Regions from separate parts of the Mus musculus genome. Here region 1 is linked to region 2. Evidence: chromatin contacts called from public HiChIP or PLAC-seq data. All regions are on one chromosome and are shown on one strand. The core of a region is the stretch at or near the end of the contact, and the rest is flanking DNA. Distances in the headings are between cores, read along the strand shown. Region 1 has its middle 17 kb from the start of Slc23a4. Region 2 overlaps Bpgm (2,3-bisphosphoglycerate mutase).

Region 1 (4,395 bases), core at 955-3,454, 510 kb after region 2:
TCTTTGATTGGTGGTTTAGTCCCAGGGAGCTCTGGGGGTACTGGTTAGTTCATATTGTTGTTCCTCCTATGGGGCTGCGAATCCCTTCAGCTCCTTGGTTACTTTCTCTAGCTCCTTCATTGGGGACCCTGTGCTCTGTCCAATGGATGGCTTTGAGCATCCACTTCTGTATATGTCGGGCACTGGCAGTGCCTCTCAGGAGACAGCTATAATGTGCCCTTTATTTTTATTTTGAGGCTGGTCTTTTGTGGCCCAGGATAGTCTCACTCATTAGATAGCCAAGACTGACCATGGACCCTTACCCTCTTGCCTCTGCTTGCCCAGTGCTGGGATTACAGGCATGTACAATCATACCCTGTTCACACAGTAGTGGAAATTGAAGCTTCACATATGCTAAGAAAGCACCCTTTCAACTTAACTACATCTCCAGCCCCCTAAGTCAGTTCAAATGCATAGGAGAACTTTGCATTCTCTTGTGTAATATAATAGAAGTTTGGAAATGAAAGATAGAGGGTAGCATGGGGTTAGAGTTCCCAGAGACACTGTGTCCCCCAAACTGCGGTTCTCATCACAATTCAAAAGCTGGTTCTGTTGTTGGCAGTCAGAGTTTGGTATGGATGTTTCCAGGTTTTTGGCCTCTTAATCCAAAGAACTGAAAATAAGAGTCATACAAATTTGCCAAAGCAGCGAAATAATTTTATTTAGAGCAAATTGATAGCAGAGATCAAATAGGGACACGCTGTGGAGATTAACAGCTGGCTATAGGACAGGGCACACTCAGGGCCCTGATTACTGTCAGGGCTTCCTTGTATGGGACTCAAGAGAAGGAAGAGGAGGAGGAAGAGGAGCTTGGTTGCTAAGGGATATAACACAGTTCTCTATTTTGATTGGTGGATTGATAGATGGGTAGCTTGCTAATACGTTTACTTTCGAAAGTGTGTCCTTTCCCATAATGCATGATTCTCTCTCTCTCTCTCTCTCTCTCTCTCTCTCTCTCTCTCTCTCTCAATTGTGCATAGGCATAGATGGTAAGTGGAGAATCTCTCTAAAAGTTTTCTAGAGCACCTGACAGGATTACCATAAAAGTCTAGCTCATAGGAAGCTACCGGTCCTGTGTGCGAGGTTCCGGATCACGCCTGGGAGGGACTAAGGTCATGTATGCACTATACCAGGAGACATCCACTCAGACCTTAACCCTGATTTCTTGCTATTTTAACCTTCTCATTTGAAAGCATTTCTATATAAAAGCAGCATTGTCTCAGTGTCGCAGCGTTACAGCACATGTGAGCTGTGCTGGAGAATTCCCGGGAGTCTAGGGCTCCCTTTTCACTGCATGTCCCCATCGGGGTTCCTGTCCCTCTTTCATACCTCAGGGTCAGTGAGCCTGCTTGGGTGTTGTGCAGTAGAAGCTCGCTGAGCGTCCTGCTCGGTATGGGTCCTGCAGTATGGGAAGGTTACCCTCTTTTGGACACTGCTTCTTGAGTTGGTAGTGACCCTGAGCTGAAGAACCCAGCCTGCCTCCTTTCAGCTCCTTGAGTAGCAGACCACTGGGCTCCATGGCTTCCTTTTGGGGGCTGAGAGAGGTGCCGGCTAACAGGCAGCCCAGTACTGGCTTGTCTCCAGGAAGACAGTGCTGACACGTGGAGTCACCAATGGTGACCACACCCACAATGAACACGCTGCGACCCATGGCTTTCACAGGAGCTGTTGCCTCTTGACTTCTCATGAAGTCTATTTCCCAGTAACTCCCGAGCCCTCCATAAATGCTCACCCCAGAGCACCCAGAGCCTTCTGCCAACATCCTGGCTGTCTCTATCTTCTGGACCACATGCTAGCACCAGGAGAAGATGCTATGAAGCAGCGTTTCAGGTTGTTTGTTCTGGACACAATGGACTCCCACGGTCAGTGCTGGGCCTTTTGGGTACAGGGACCTAGGAGGAGGCAGGGAAACTGAGCGTCACAAGTGTTCCTACCATCTGACTGCTCAGCTTGGGTATCTGCAGAAACAATATGGGAGCTGAGGTGTCCGGCTTGTGGGACTGCACTGCAGGCAGTGTGATCCTTCAGCAAGCACTCCACTCGCACCGCGCTGCTGAAATCGAACAGGGTTACTGCCTGCCCTGCGGCACACAGAGACTGCAACCCATGACTGTATTGTCTAGACTGATCCAAGTCTTTCTTTCTCAAGTTTGGGGCTGAGCGAATAGGGGGAGACAAAACTTCTGACCTATCACCGGTCAGAGCGTCAGGAAATAGAGAACAAGGCCACAGTGCCACCCAGCGGACAAATAAAAAACAGCGCCCTTCCACCTAGAGGCGAAATAAGCCAGCCTACCGGCCTGGCCAGAATCCTGAACACACCCCACCTTCCAGAACTGAGGGTTGGGCTCTGTCTGTGGTGCTGACATTCCAGGATGCTCTCTGGACTGAAAGGGCTGGAGGTTTGGGGGCCGGGAGCCTGGCACGGAACTTTTCTGTCTCAGCACAGAATGTTCCCCAGCCAAGGCATATGTCCTGGCCTTTATCAAAGGATCCCCTGCCCAGTCTACTGAGGACTGGATAGGAGAGAAATAACATTGTCTTCAATCTGTAGTACCATATGAGCAGGTGAGAGAGATCTAAATGAGAGTGTTGTTTAAAATGAATATCCTGGGACAAGGAGATGGCTCCGTGAGAGCACTGGCCATGCAGGTGGGAGCGAGGATCAGAATTTGGATCCCGGCACCTATGAAAATTCTGGATGAACTTGAAAGCCACCCATAACCCCAGCAGTTGGGATGGGGAGAGAGGCAAGTTGGCTAGCTATAACAGCCAAATCAGCAAGCTTGGGGTGCAAGTGAAAGACCCTGCCTCGGTGACTGAAGAGGAGAGTCACTGGAGAAAGCAGACACAGACCTGTGGCCTCCACGTGCACGCACCCATATACATTCACACCCAGACACAAGTGCACACACACGTGAACATACACCACACGCATGACAAGTACCTAAATGATTCTTTCTTCCTCTTCCCCCTTCCTCCTCCCTCCCAGCCATCCACCCATCAACCACACAGCACATCCTACAGCGCTCAGCTACTGTGTGGTGTTTTGAGCATCGTGCCAGGTGGTGAGTGTACCAAAGTCAGCAAACCCGACACACATCCCTGCCCTCATGGAATTCACCATCTGGCGGGAGAGAAAGACATTAATCAAGGAAGTGCGAGGACCACTGCACGCTCTCGGCTGAGATGAGGGCTAGAGTTCTCGCTCTTGAACTGGGTTGCAGCCTCAAGTCGTGGACCTGGATGGGAGGGTGCTGATGAACTTGCCAATAGTAAAAGGACCCAAAAATGAATTCAAAATTAAAATCGTTGTGAATCAGAGGAATTTCCATTGGTGTTCATCGCCCTTGGCTCCAAGAGTAGAACATGTCACTTTGCACTGATGCCATCATGCCAGCCACTGAATGCTGACTGAAGTGCCTGGCTGAGATTCAAAAAGTGAAGGCTGTTTACTGCACACACAGGGTTCTCTGCTCTTACAGAAACACAGTAGCTTAACTATGGAAAGGACATTAGCATTTCCCTACCATTGCTCCTCAGCACACAAGCATCAGGTTCCCAGACCTTTGGATTGTATTGTGTTAGAGTGTTTGATTTTAAAAGTTGCTACTTGAGAGGCCTGGCAAGATGGCTCAGTGCATAAAGGCAGGTGTCCCCACACCTGACACCCTGAGTTCAATCCCCAAGCAGGCTCCACACAGTGGAAAGTGAGAATTGACTCTTGCATGCTGTTCTGGCCTCCTCTTATGGGGTGTGGCGTGTGGGCTCCTATGAGCACACACACATATACACCCACATAAATAAATTAAAATATTTAAATTTTGCTGCTTGAGACACTGAGTTTCATCAAAAAAAAGTTAACTGAAATTTGGCTTGGGATTAGGACAGAATTTCTGAAAACTTCTGAAATGTACTAAAACATACTTCTGCCATTTTGTACTGAATATTTATGCAAGGAGGTCTTCTTATCAGTGACAATTATGAAATCGAAATATCAATCAATTCTGAAAAACACTGAAGATGCTGTATTCTGCAGTGTCAGATACTCAGCCAAAAATTAACAGGCATCGATCTCATCAATATTCACATATGGGTTTTTTTAATAAACAGTGTATGTATGTGTATAAAAGAGTTGTTCTAAAATAAATGTATAATTATCAGCAAACATTTAATTCATATACTTATATTATATATTTACATACCCAGGGTTACATGAAAATAGGGGTCCTGAGTGGAACTGGTCCAAGAAGCTGCGCTGCGGAGGAGGAGGAGCAGCGGGCGAGGCTACCACTCCCCATCACGGGGACTCAGAAAAGGCTGACTTGACACGTGTTAGTGTTTGGAGGAGGCAGC
Region 2 (4,761 bases), core at 900-3,399:
ACTGTACAGTGAGGATCTGTACCAAGGAAAATCTCAGAGTACTCTGAGATGGGTTTTAAATGTTTAATCCTTAAGAGTAAGTTCTAGATTTGAGAGATTCTGGCCCCAAGTCCCTTATTTGATATTACTTGACATATTATGGTTAGTTTGAAAATGGGAGAAGTAGAAGTTTGGGCTTCTCTTTACCCTGTGACTTAACTGTCTCTTCCCCGAGTTCTGATACAAGAGTCTTAGGCGAACTTAACTTTTCAAACGCCGAGGGAGGGAGGAAGCAAAGTCCCATCGCTGTTAATTTGTAAACAGATGGAGGAAATAACATGCAAATGTGGGCCATGCGGCAGACCCAAGGGCAGACCCGAGGGTTTTACGTGCCTGTCACTCAGCCTGTCAGCTCTTTCTGTTTCTGCTTTGTCAAGAGAATTGAAGTTTGAAGCACAGCTTCATGGTGGCATTTATAGGGAAAAAAACTTTGGTGTCATAATCTAGATGGAATTTCAACATATAGAATATATGGAATATAGAGATGAAATTTCAAGATATAATGAAAGGTCTTCGTTATAACTGGCAAAAGGTCTTTTGAATTACCTGATTTTTTTTTTTTTTCCTGTACTGCTAAGACAACTGGTTAGGTCCTGCTCCTGAGCAAATCTACATTCACGTTTAGTGTACTGCAACATGATTTACAAAGAGGGTATGTCAAACGAGAGCCCATGTTTGTGGGAGGCTAACAAGTGAATCATTTCCCCATAGTTCTCCCCCCACTCCCCCCCTCGAACCTGTTCCTAAATACTGAATTAAGCACAGACTGGGTACTCTGACTTCAGTGTGCTCAATGCTGACTTATGTGAGGAATAAAACAACTCTGAATGGGATTCCATTCCCCAGGGCACTTTGCAGTTCTTTCTGGCTAAGGGTACAAACTGGTGGTTTGGCTTGTTTGTTTTGTTTTGTTTCATTTCCTTGAGACAAGGTCTCACTTATAAGCTGGCTATTTTATAATGTTGGGAGCACATCCATGTATGGGGTCTAGCTAAGCAGGGATTTGCACACCAGAGCCTTCTGGATATATATATATATATATATATATATAAATTCCACAAGATATAAATGGATTTTTTTCATTTTAAATTGTTGAAATTAGCCTACTGATAACAATAGATCATGTGAAAATGATATGAGATTCTAATTTTGATGCCACCATCAAATTATATCACATTTACTCACGTGTTGCGTACAGATACTTGCAGCTACAGAGACAAAATTGTACAACTGTACATATTATGACAGAGATCATATAGTCTGCAAAGCTAAAAAAAAATTGACTGCTTAGATTTTTACAGGGAATATTGCCAGCATCTTAAACAAACTACAGTTTCTTTCTCACTTATCTTTATTCCTTTCCAGCAGCTGTCTTCTTGGCCCAGGTTGTCACTGTATGTCACCAGGGTTTCCTGCAAAACCCCCCACAGCTAATATTTAGACTTCTCTGTGAGCGTGAATGCTTCCTGGCCCTCAAATGTGTGCCATTAAACCTCTAATGAGGTCTCAGTGTTTACATAAGAGTCGGCATTCTTTGGCACAAGGTCCTCCTTGAGCCTCTATTCAGTTTTATCTTTCTAGCCTCGTCTCCGCCTACTTCCTGATTATACCCTATGACAGAGTGACCATATAATTTTCCAAATGGGACACCTAGGTGTGAAAGGGGCCTTAGTAATAATTATGTTGGGGAAGGAAAAAAAAGCATAAAGCAATAGTGTTTTAGGCAAATCAGAGGGAATAGTCAGCTACTTCTAGTTCTCGCCATTTTGAATGGGCCTCCTGTTCTCTCTGCACCTGTTCCTGATTGTTACCTTAGGCCAGAACTCCACTTCTCTTTTAATCAACTTAAATTTAAATATCTTTCCAAATCCACCCTCTGTAATGCTGTGTCCATGGAGGGAGAGATGCTTTCTCTTTCCTCTTCCTCTTTTTTTAAGAATAAAGAACCTCTGCCAGTGTGACTTACTTTTCCTTGTTAGTGACACAGTGGCAAGTGCACACAGTCAGCCTTCCTCACTGCCGCTCTGAAGGCACAGTCCAGGCTGGAGCCTGTTTTCCTCACAGGCTGACCATTGTGCTGGGCCCAAGTGGCATCGCTGCACGTTTGGAAAAGTGAATCAATCGACTGTGCTGGGAAGGCTGGTGAGGGCTTGGCTTGCAGAATGTGAATCATTCCCTTTAACGTGTTGAAAGGAGTGAGAAAAAAAAATGAGGTTTCGAGGTTTGAGGCCAGAGCCTGGGGTTCCAGTGTGGCAGTGCAGCAGAGTGGTTCAGGGCATGGGTGTTTCCTTGGGGACAACTGAGACTGACTTGTACTTCTGCCACCTACAACCTGTGCTAATTTAGGCAGGTTACTCCTTTCAGTTCTGCATCTGTAAAGTGGGCACAATGGGAGGTACCCCATGGATAGTAGTTGAGAGTTTGAACATGCACTCTGAATAAACTGCTGTGGTTAAGACCACCACCACCACCACCGATAGCTGGGGTGGGATCCAAGACCAGAGTGTAAAAGAAGGAAAGCTGGAGGAAATGCAGGACTGAACTCATAGTCTGAGCAGCAGACTGAGGTGCCCTGAGAGAAGATGGTCTCCACATAGGCGTGAGTAATCATGGTCTTTTGAGAAATCACTTCAGTAGAGTAGGTAGGCAAGGCACACATTTGTAGATACCTTCATAGTCAGAGGATGAAGAAAACAACGTCTAGGACTAGGGGATGGCACAGTCCTGTGCAAATGTGAAAACCTGAGCTTGGATTCCCAGCATATCCGTCCATCCATCTGTCCGTCCCTCCATCCATCCATCCATCCATCCATCCATCCAAGCTAGGCTTGGTGGTGCATGCCTATTATCCTAGCACTGGAGATGCTGAGACGGGGGAATCCCTGAGGCTTCCTGGACAGCTAGTCTTGTTCAATCTGTAAGATCCAGGTTTAATATGGAGTCATGTCTCATGATGATGATGATGTAAAAGCAATAGAGGAAAACACTTGGACAGTAGCCTCTGACCTGTGTATACACACACACACACACACACACACACACACACACACATGTACACATATATAAAGCATGCACACATGTGTTGTAGGATATTTGATTACACTGTGAACTTTGAGATTGTGTTATTTACTAGAAAAAAACAAACCCAAAACCCAACTGTTTCTAGTTGTGGTGTGACTCAGCCCTTGGCACACACCTTTAATCCCTCTGGGTGGAATACAGACATGCCTTTAGTATACACCTTTAATCCCAAACAATAAAGGTAAGGTTTATTTGTAGAAGGAAACACTCTAGTTTGGAAGTGAGTTCTAACTGAGGGGCAGGCAAAGTGATGGATTAGAGGAAGATTTGACAGAATGAGTCAGAGCTAGGACACGCCCAACTTCCACACGAGAGAGGAAGAGGAGCTGCTTAAGAGCAGTGCAGAGAGAGAGGGAGAGGGGAAGGAGGCAGGTTTCCTGAGACAGTTGCACAGAGACAGGTTGAAGAGAACAAGCTAGACACATGAAGACAGAACGAGCCAGAGAATGAGAAGGAGCCAGAAGATCAGAACAGATGGCTAGAGTGAGTTTGAGGCCAAGCAGAGGCTGAGAGAGAAAAGCCATATTGAGTCAGTCAGCTTGGAGCAGAGCTTGAGCCAGAACAGCTGAGTTGAATCAGCCTGCCAGAGTTCAGAAGTAGAAAGGGCGAGCTTATTCAGCAAGACTCAGAGGCTGAAATCATTCTAGGCCTAGATAAGACTGTACGAAGTCTAGAAGCTTCCAGGACTAGGACTCAGTTAGCAGACTGAGGCAGTAAGCCTCAAAGAGAACAATTGCTACAGGAAAATAAAAATTACATCACACCTATGTCATACACACAGCTACCCTTAGATGACAATAAGGAAATGTCTGGAAAGAAGGGAAAACAGTGGAGAGAAAGGAAAGGCAAGACAAGCTAGAGTCGGGTAGAACTATGTTGGTTTAGAAAACGTTTCTTCAGGCAGACCATACTCTTAAAAGTAAGAAGCTGCAGCTGGAGAGATGGCTAAGCAATTAAGAGCTCTGGCTGCTCTTCCAGAGGACCTGGGATCAGTTCCCAGCATCCACATGGCAGCCCACAGCTGTGTCTAACTCCAGACCTGGGGATCTGACGCCCTCTTCTGGTCTCTGTGGGCACCAGGCATACTGCATGTGGTGCAGAGGCAGACATTCAGGCAGAACACGTTAAATAAACTCATTAAATAAACAGTGAAAGGAAGAAACTCTAGGAAATAATAATCCAATCACCTATGCAGACTTTTTTTGATCGTAAACTACTGATTGAAAAATCAGTGCCTAACTTTGGTGTCCGTAACTTGCTGAGAGATTAAAAACAGCAGCCACAAGAACCAGCTGCAGGGTGGTGGCTTTTCCCAAACAGAATGGAGCGAAAATGAAGCCTGGTAGGGGTTTTAAGGGACTGGGTTAGGATTTTGGAGGAAAGGAACATGGTCTCAGTTACAAAGGTAGCTTTCCCATAGGCTGCAGTGCCTGTTTGGCCTGGCGAGGCTCATCTGCAGCAGTGACAAGCTAAGCTTCCCTCCGTAGTCCTGTGTTTCAGTACACTTTCTGAAATGGCTGTGTAGACACGCACGCGCACACACACACACACACACACACACACACACACACACTGCCTTGTGCTGAGGAAGAAAGGACACAGGTTACAGAAAAGCGCCATCTCTTCCTAAGAGTTGCCTCC

What was found. HiChIP or PLAC-seq counts read pairs in DNA pulled down with a chosen protein or histone mark.
Region 1: a contact with region 2 is called in an H3K4me3 HiChIP or PLAC-seq map of bone marrow-derived macrophages, with 4 times the contacts expected there. The contact joins two enhancer-like sites. A contact is called at or near these places in 14 of 39 promoter capture datasets (the 3T3-L1 cell line, 3T3-L1-derived adipocytes, the HPC-7 cell line and 9 more), 1 of 15 datasets of contacts at CTCF or cohesin (embryonic stem cells), 3 of 484 Hi-C or Micro-C datasets (3T3-L1-derived adipocytes, embryonic stem cells and pre-B cells), 2 of 115 datasets of contacts at active chromatin or transcription factors (astrocytes and bone marrow-derived macrophages) and 2 of 9 other capture datasets (adipose tissue and liver).

Annotation. Positions count from the first base shown.
Region 1 is chr6:34,993,252-34,997,646 of GRCm38.p6, forward strand. No RefSeq gene overlaps it. Among named protein-coding and RNA genes, the nearest start is that of Slc23a4, 17 kb to the left of the region's middle. Within about 2 kb of position 2,205, at least 85 of the 459 cell types and tissues checked have an H3K27ac peak or open chromatin away from gene starts, as enhancers often do. A contact at or near this core is called in bone marrow-derived macrophages, where this site is marked.
Region 2 is chr6:34,479,427-34,484,187 of GRCm38.p6, forward strand. The region is part of intron 1 of Bpgm (2,3-bisphosphoglycerate mutase); the gene reads left to right. Among named protein-coding and RNA genes, the nearest start is that of Bpgm, 5.5 kb to the left of the region's middle. Within about 2 kb of position 2,150, at least 55 of the 459 cell types and tissues checked have an H3K27ac peak or open chromatin away from gene starts, as enhancers often do. A contact at or near this core is called in bone marrow-derived macrophages, where this site is marked.